2 separate regions of the Mus musculus genome follow, and region 2 is linked to region 1. The links are chromatin contacts, called in public ChIA-PET maps. All regions are on one chromosome and are shown on one strand. The core of a region is the stretch at or near the end of the contact, and the rest is flanking DNA. Distances in the headings are between cores, read along the strand shown.

Region 1 (3,139 bases), core at 508-3,007:
TCAACTCCTGAGTCAGGTGAAGGAAGCACACCTGGCTTATTCTGACATGGCACCAGGTCTAAAGGGCTGCTTTTCTTGGGAACTGGTAGCTACTCTCATTATTTGGAGATGGGCAGTTTACTGGAGAAAATGAACTGGGTGTAGGGTAGATAAAGGTTCATTTCAAGTCATAAATCATGATACATAGACAAACGACATGCTTGTGTAATGTAAGGGCTTTCTGTGTACTCTTGAGTGAGGGCAAGATTACAAGAAGCCAAGACTGTATAGAACGATGGCCCAAATTGATGGGATGATGTAACTCTTTTCTTTTTTTTTTTTTTTCATCCTTTTCTTCTGGGTGTCCTTGAACTTCAATTCACCAGTCTGGAATGCTAGAACAACTCACTTTGGAGTTTATTTCTTACTACTGCTGTTGTTTTTTGTTTTTGCTTTTTAATCCAGAGTCTACTGGAATTATTCAGTTTCTATAATGCTGAAAGCATGTTCTTTCTGTTAGCTTATAAGCAATGTCCTGGAGATGTGTATTAATTTGTAGAGGATAGAACTGGACACTGAAACTTTTCCTCCTATCTGTTTTACTGACGTTACACTGAACTCAATAAGAAATCAGGGATTTCAAACTATGCAAATCATAAACTATGGCGAGCAGTCACTTACTAAACATACACACGTTGAACTCCAGGCTGGGTACAAGTGTTCTAGGAAGACAAATTCTGGAAAAGACAGTCCCAAACCCAACCTGCTGCAGAGACATGAGAGGCAGGTTAGGGAAGGACCTGTGGATGTCCTCATCCAGATTGGGTGGCACCTTGCTTTGTACCTCTTAGAGATGCAAGATGGCCAGCCTGGAACCTAAATGCAAGAATCCCAAAGGGTTGCCTCTTCTGATGGGTTTTAGTACCAAGTCCTAGACAGTATGATTTTCTCGATTATTTCCTCAAATTCAAAGCTGTAGAGAGTATCTTTCCATCACTAGGTGGGAATAGAAGGAATTAGCTGTGTGAAGGTGACTGTCAGCTGGATACTATCTGCTTTTCAACTTTCTGCCTATGTGAAAAACAGTTTGTTTTTCTGGTCCCATAGAATCTAGAGTTAGCTGCAGGTGGTCTAGCTTCGTGTAGATCCCACCCTCCACCAGATGTGCAATGTTTGCTTGAATAGCAACTTGCAGCTTGACGTTCATTTGCATTGATGTTTTCATTTTGAAGTTATTATTCCTGAGACACTGAAGGTAGGGTTTGATGTGAGTTCACCCAGGAATGTTATTTTTTTGCTATAGATTAGAGATTTTTTTTTTGAACACTCCATAGCAGTGGACATGTGAGCCAGGCACACATTTCTGGGCAACTCCCCCAATATAGGAAACAGACAAAGATGGATGTTTGCTGATACCCTCGGTGTCTAACCGAAGGTTTTTTAAATCCCAAGATATGGCATAAAGCCTCCTTAGGGGGAGATACACTAACCAAAGTGGAAAATTCCTCTCCACATTTGTACGTGAGCAGAACCTGCTCGCAGTATGTGGTAGCACATGGAAAGAACCTGGCAGTGCTGAGGGATGTCACAGGACGCGAGTCTGTGAACTTATTTTTGTGTTTACTGCAGGGATGTTGTTAAGGATGTGGTTGCCAACATCCCACAGTGTTTCCTTTACAAAGATCTGCTGAAGACGTTTTTTTTCTCTTCCCTCAGGACTCTGAATTAACCACAGTCCTCCTGAGCAGCTGCAGAGTTACGTCTTTTAAGTTCTCTATGTCGTGGTCTTTCACTATGTGTCTTAGAGACAGGGGTTCCCAAACCTTACTGTATTACTCAAATCATCTGGCGAGCCCTTGAAATGCAAATTTCCAGGAATCCCCGAGAACAATTACATCAGGATCTCTGAAAGGGGATCAGCAAGTTTTCAAGTTCTCTACACTGGGTGCAAGGGCAGCCAGGGCTATGGGCACTGTGGGAGTGGGAGTGAGTACTCTAATGATCTGCTGTGGGCATCTCCTTCTCTTATCCAGGTGCCCGAGTGTTCCTTCTTCATGTCAGTTTCTGCCCTGTAAAAACTGTTCAAGCACAGGTGTTATAGCTTGCTTTCTGTTCCTGGGACACATACTGTACTCAAAAGCAATCTGCAGAGGAAACATTTTCTTTCATTTACACTTCCAGGTCAGAAGTCATCGTTCCAGGAAGTGAGCGGAGGAATGTGAGGCAGAAACAGGGAGGGGCCCTTCTTCCCAGCCCCTTCTCTGGCTATCTCTCAGGCCTACTCTCTGCTAGCTTTCTCATAAAGCATAGGAACATCTTCCTAGGGAATAGTGCCACCCACAGTGAGCTATGGATGCCCTCCTGCAACAATTAATAATTATGAAAGTCCTCTGAAGACATGGTCATATGACAATCGGACCTAGGCAATCCTCAAAAGGGGCTTTCTTCTCAAGTTGACTTCAGACTGTGTCAGATTGACAATTAAAATTAGTCAGCTAGAGAGATGGCTCAGTGGTTAAGAGTACTGACGACTCTTCCAGAGGTCCTGAGTTCAATTCCCAGCAACCACATGGTGGTTCACAACCACCTATACTGGGATCTGACACTGTCTTAGCCTGGTGGTAGTGGCCTTTAATCCCAGCACTTGGGAGGTAGAGGCAGGAGGATTTCTGAGTTCGAGGCCAGCCTGGTCTACAGAGTGAGTTCCAGGACAGCAAGGGTTACATAGAGAAACCCTGTCTCAAAAAAAAAAAAAAAAAGAAAAGAAAAAAAAACAAAACAAAACAAAAACAAACAAAAAAACCCACAACAAAACAAAAATTAGCTGTGTGTGTGTATAGAAGCTTATAAAAGTTAAATAAATGACTATGAATTGTTCCCTTTAAAAAATAACATTTGGTGATTGTCATATTTTCTCTTGTGGTATAAGTGCTAGTCTGTGTCTTCAAACAAGGCTAGATATACATGAAATATACCTGGAAGAGGAAACGGGTAAGCGTTGAGGGTGATGGTGGCTGAGGGGGCTCTCAGGGTTAGATGCTTGTTTGATCTTTGGGAGGGAGCCTTGGAAAGAGTGAGTGCAGGTGAAGAGGCTCAGAGAGAAGTGCAGCTGCAGGTGGATAGCTCCCACTGATTGGAGGAAACACACTATTAGGGCCGC
Region 2 (3,139 bases), core at 29-2,528, 81 kb before region 1:
TGAAAATATCATGGCATTTCTTACCTTTTTGCCAAACATCATGGGTTTGGAACAAAACCAGCCTGTAATAATGAAGGGGTGCTGGAAAAAAATCTAAGGAAGAAACATATATTGTAAATATAAACTTAAATAAATTGAAGCACAATTTGCAAGAGAAAACTGCACTAATCCCCGTCAAAGTGTTTATCTTTGATGAATTAGGGCTGAGCAAGCACACCTGTGTAACCACAGCCCAGACCTGGAGACAGAATCTGATCAGTACCCACGCTCCCAGTACCTCCTTTCCTACAATCACGATCTTCCGGTGGCCAGCAGGGAAGGACAGCTCTTTGCTCAGCAGCCTCCTTGGCACTTGGGAGGGGCATGTGGATAATTAAAGATAATTAAAGGTCATTGAGAAACACTAACCAACTGGGAGTCTTCTAGAGGAGGCAGCACTAGGGGGCATTTACGAAGTCCTTAGGCTTTGACTCTTCGCTATTTTTGCTTTTGTGTTGATTGATTTTCAACCCAATTCCCTGTGTTGCTACTGCAAGAGTTTCCCTGGTGTACAGGAGCAAACAGGTAAGTGAAGTCTTTCTTCCTATCCACCTGTCTCTGAACACCAGGTATGCTTGGGAGAAAATGGAGACCAAGATGACTCATGGAGGTTGGGCAGTCCTATCTCAGTTTGCCTTTGGTGCTTCTGGAGTGAGACCTTGCCTCAGTTTCTACACCTACATAAAACAAACTGCTAGGAGTGTGAATGTGTTTTATAGGCCTAGAAACTGAGGCAAAGCCATACCTTCATGTCTCAAGTGTGAACTATGAAGAGTGAGTGTAGGGCAGTAGAGCGAGATGGGTGTGAACAGGGGCTCATGGTTCAGGCAAGGAATGGACCATGGACATTGTTAGTATTTAGCAGAGAACAAGAAGAGATGGAAACACAAAGCAGGAGAGGCTAATCTGGTCCTCCTGGAGTCTTTGTCTTTTAAATGCACTGTGAGTGTTTAACTTAGTTTCCTGCAGGACCCCTAAGAAGTGTTGCTTTTTGTTCTCCTTTCACAGATGTGGGAACAGACAGACTCAGTTTCTAAGCAATTCCCTCAATTTTGTATACTAAGAAAGCACTGGGCTGCAGTTCATATTCAAGGGTGACCAGAATCTTTGCCCTTCACCTGCACACAGGGAAAGTGTCAAGAACGCTGCGGTTAATGCAGCCAACTGCTCAGCAGAGGTCAAGGGGAGCAGGGAGAGGAAGTGGTTTCAGAAAATGTGATGGTATGTGGAAAAAGGCCCTCTCTGGTTTCTTCCGTTAGTGAAGAAGGCAGCTGGAGGTCATATCTGCTGTTCTAGGGAGCCTCTGAGACAGGCAGAAACACTGAAATTTGGGACGAAGGAAAATAGAAAACATACAGTTGTCTCTTGAAGCCTTCGATTAGCTGCATCATTAGACAGATGTTTGTCAGTTAATCATAAAGTTTAGGAGAATATAAATGACCAGGCAAGAGCCTTTGCTTAAGTCCAGACACTGAATAGGATAATACACAAATGGTATTGATGTTAGAGACTGTAAAAGAACCACTAGCCTAGGGCCCTGTCTTAGCAGAAGGTCAAAGGGGTGGGGAGGGGCAGTGCTAGTTGTCAAACATGAAAGTCCCTTGAAAAATCAATGTGCTGGGTAGCAAGGGGCAGCAGATGATCAATGGGCCTTTCTGGGCCTTCTACTCTTTGGAAAAGAGCATTTCAAGTGGAGCATCTTAAATAGCAGTCCCCCCTCTCCTCCACCATTTTAATGGACAAAGCATAAATAAATGCAATGCTACAGAAAATACAGATTGTATGTAGTTCCAGGGGCTGAGAGCCAAAGGCACCTATTGGGCTTTAAAGAGCTCAATATTTTATGTCCATTGTGAGAGCAAGGCTGAGTTTGCAGGATGGCTCTTTATTGAAGCCAGGTGTCAGCTGTCTTCTTCGCCAGGAAGGGCGGCTGTTGGAGTCCCAGGAAGCATTTCCTGTGGTGATTGTGCTTTTCTGGTCCAAGTGCCAAGGGCCACCAGTGTCCCCAAGACTCCTACAATTTCTCATTTCTCCCCTTCTCTTTCTGCCCTTTTCTCCCTCATACTCTCCCCACCTCATCCTGTCCATTTCCTTGAGCAATTGCACAAGGCCCTAACACTCAAAAGTGGTTAGCATTTATGTGAGATTCCAAACTTTGTTTCCTGGTCTTAGATCCAGGAGATGTTGCTACCTTATGCTCCCTGTGCCTCCAGCTGAACTGTTTGGACAAGGGTCCCTGGTGTGCTCCCGTTTACCCTTGGCTGAGAAGAAGCCGCCGCTTGCAAGCTTTGGCCTGATGAGTTCTTTCACCAAAGAGGACCTACTAATAAGGAGAAAATGAATCCGTGCCAACCCCTTAGCCCAGTGCCTGGCACACGGAAGGATCCCGGTAAAGCCAGACTTCTCTGCATATCAAAGCAGGAAGACTGGCTCCCCTCTTTGCTCCAAGATAGAGGAGAAAAGAAAATCTTCTGAGCAAGGGCAGAAAAGTCAGGGCCTGGAGCTTGGAAATCTGTCCTGGAGTCAGGCAGCTGCAGGAGACTGTGAATGTTGGAACCTACTGATTCTTGACTTGCATTTGTTCGTATGGGTGAGCATGCGGGTGTAGTTGCACAAGCATAGGTGTGTGTGTGTGTGGGCGGGGAGCCTGCATTCCAAGGCCCAAGGCCAACCTCAAATGTCATCTGTTAGGCTCCGTCTGTCACCCTGTTATCTGAGACAGTGTCTCTCATTGGCCTGAAGCACACAGCATTAGTGATAATTAGTGATAACTGTTATGTGTCTTAGGAACTCCTCTGTTCAGACTTTAAGCATTGGTGTGGATGAGTTGGGTCTCTGCCTTCTCCTACCTTCTCTTCTCTTCTCTTCTCTTCTCTTCTCTTCTCTTCTCTTCTCTTCTCTTCTCTTCTCTTCTCTTCTCTTCTCTTCTCTTCTCTTCTCTTCTCTTCTCTCCTCTCCTCTCCTCTCCTCTCCTCTTCTCTTCTCTTCTCTTCTCCTCTTCCCTTCCCCTCTTCCCTTCCCTTCCCTTCCCTTCCCTTCCCTTCCCTTCCCTTCCCTTCCCTTCCCTTCCCTTCCCTTCCCTCCCCTCTCTTTTCTTTTC

Evidence for each region. ChIA-PET counts read pairs in DNA pulled down with a chosen protein or histone mark.
Region 2: an RNA polymerase II ChIA-PET map of memory CD8 T cells shows a contact between it and region 1, with 23 read pairs. The contact joins two enhancer-like sites. A contact is called at or near these places in 1 of 15 datasets of contacts at CTCF or cohesin (pro-B cells), 5 of 484 Hi-C or Micro-C datasets (Th1 cells, bone marrow-derived DN3 thymocytes, double positive thymocytes and 1 more) and 5 of 115 datasets of contacts at active chromatin or transcription factors (the 230-238 cell line, CD8 T cells, DN3 thymocytes and 2 more).

What each region holds. Positions count from the first base shown.
Region 1 is chr14:78,355,474-78,358,612 of GRCm38.p6, reverse strand. No RefSeq gene overlaps it. Among named protein-coding and RNA genes, the nearest start is that of Gm30662, 25 kb to the right of the region's middle. Within about 2 kb of position 1,757, at least 54 of the 459 cell types and tissues checked have an H3K27ac peak or open chromatin away from gene starts, as enhancers often do. A contact at or near this core is called in CD8 T cells, double positive thymocytes, memory CD8 T cells and 1 more, where this site is marked.
Region 2 is chr14:78,436,345-78,439,483 of GRCm38.p6, reverse strand. No RefSeq gene overlaps it. Among named protein-coding and RNA genes, the nearest start is that of Akap11, 99 kb to the left of the region's middle. Within about 2 kb of position 1,278, at least 38 of the 459 cell types and tissues checked have an H3K27ac peak or open chromatin away from gene starts, as enhancers often do. A contact at or near this core is called in CD8 T cells, double positive thymocytes, memory CD8 T cells and 1 more, where this site is marked.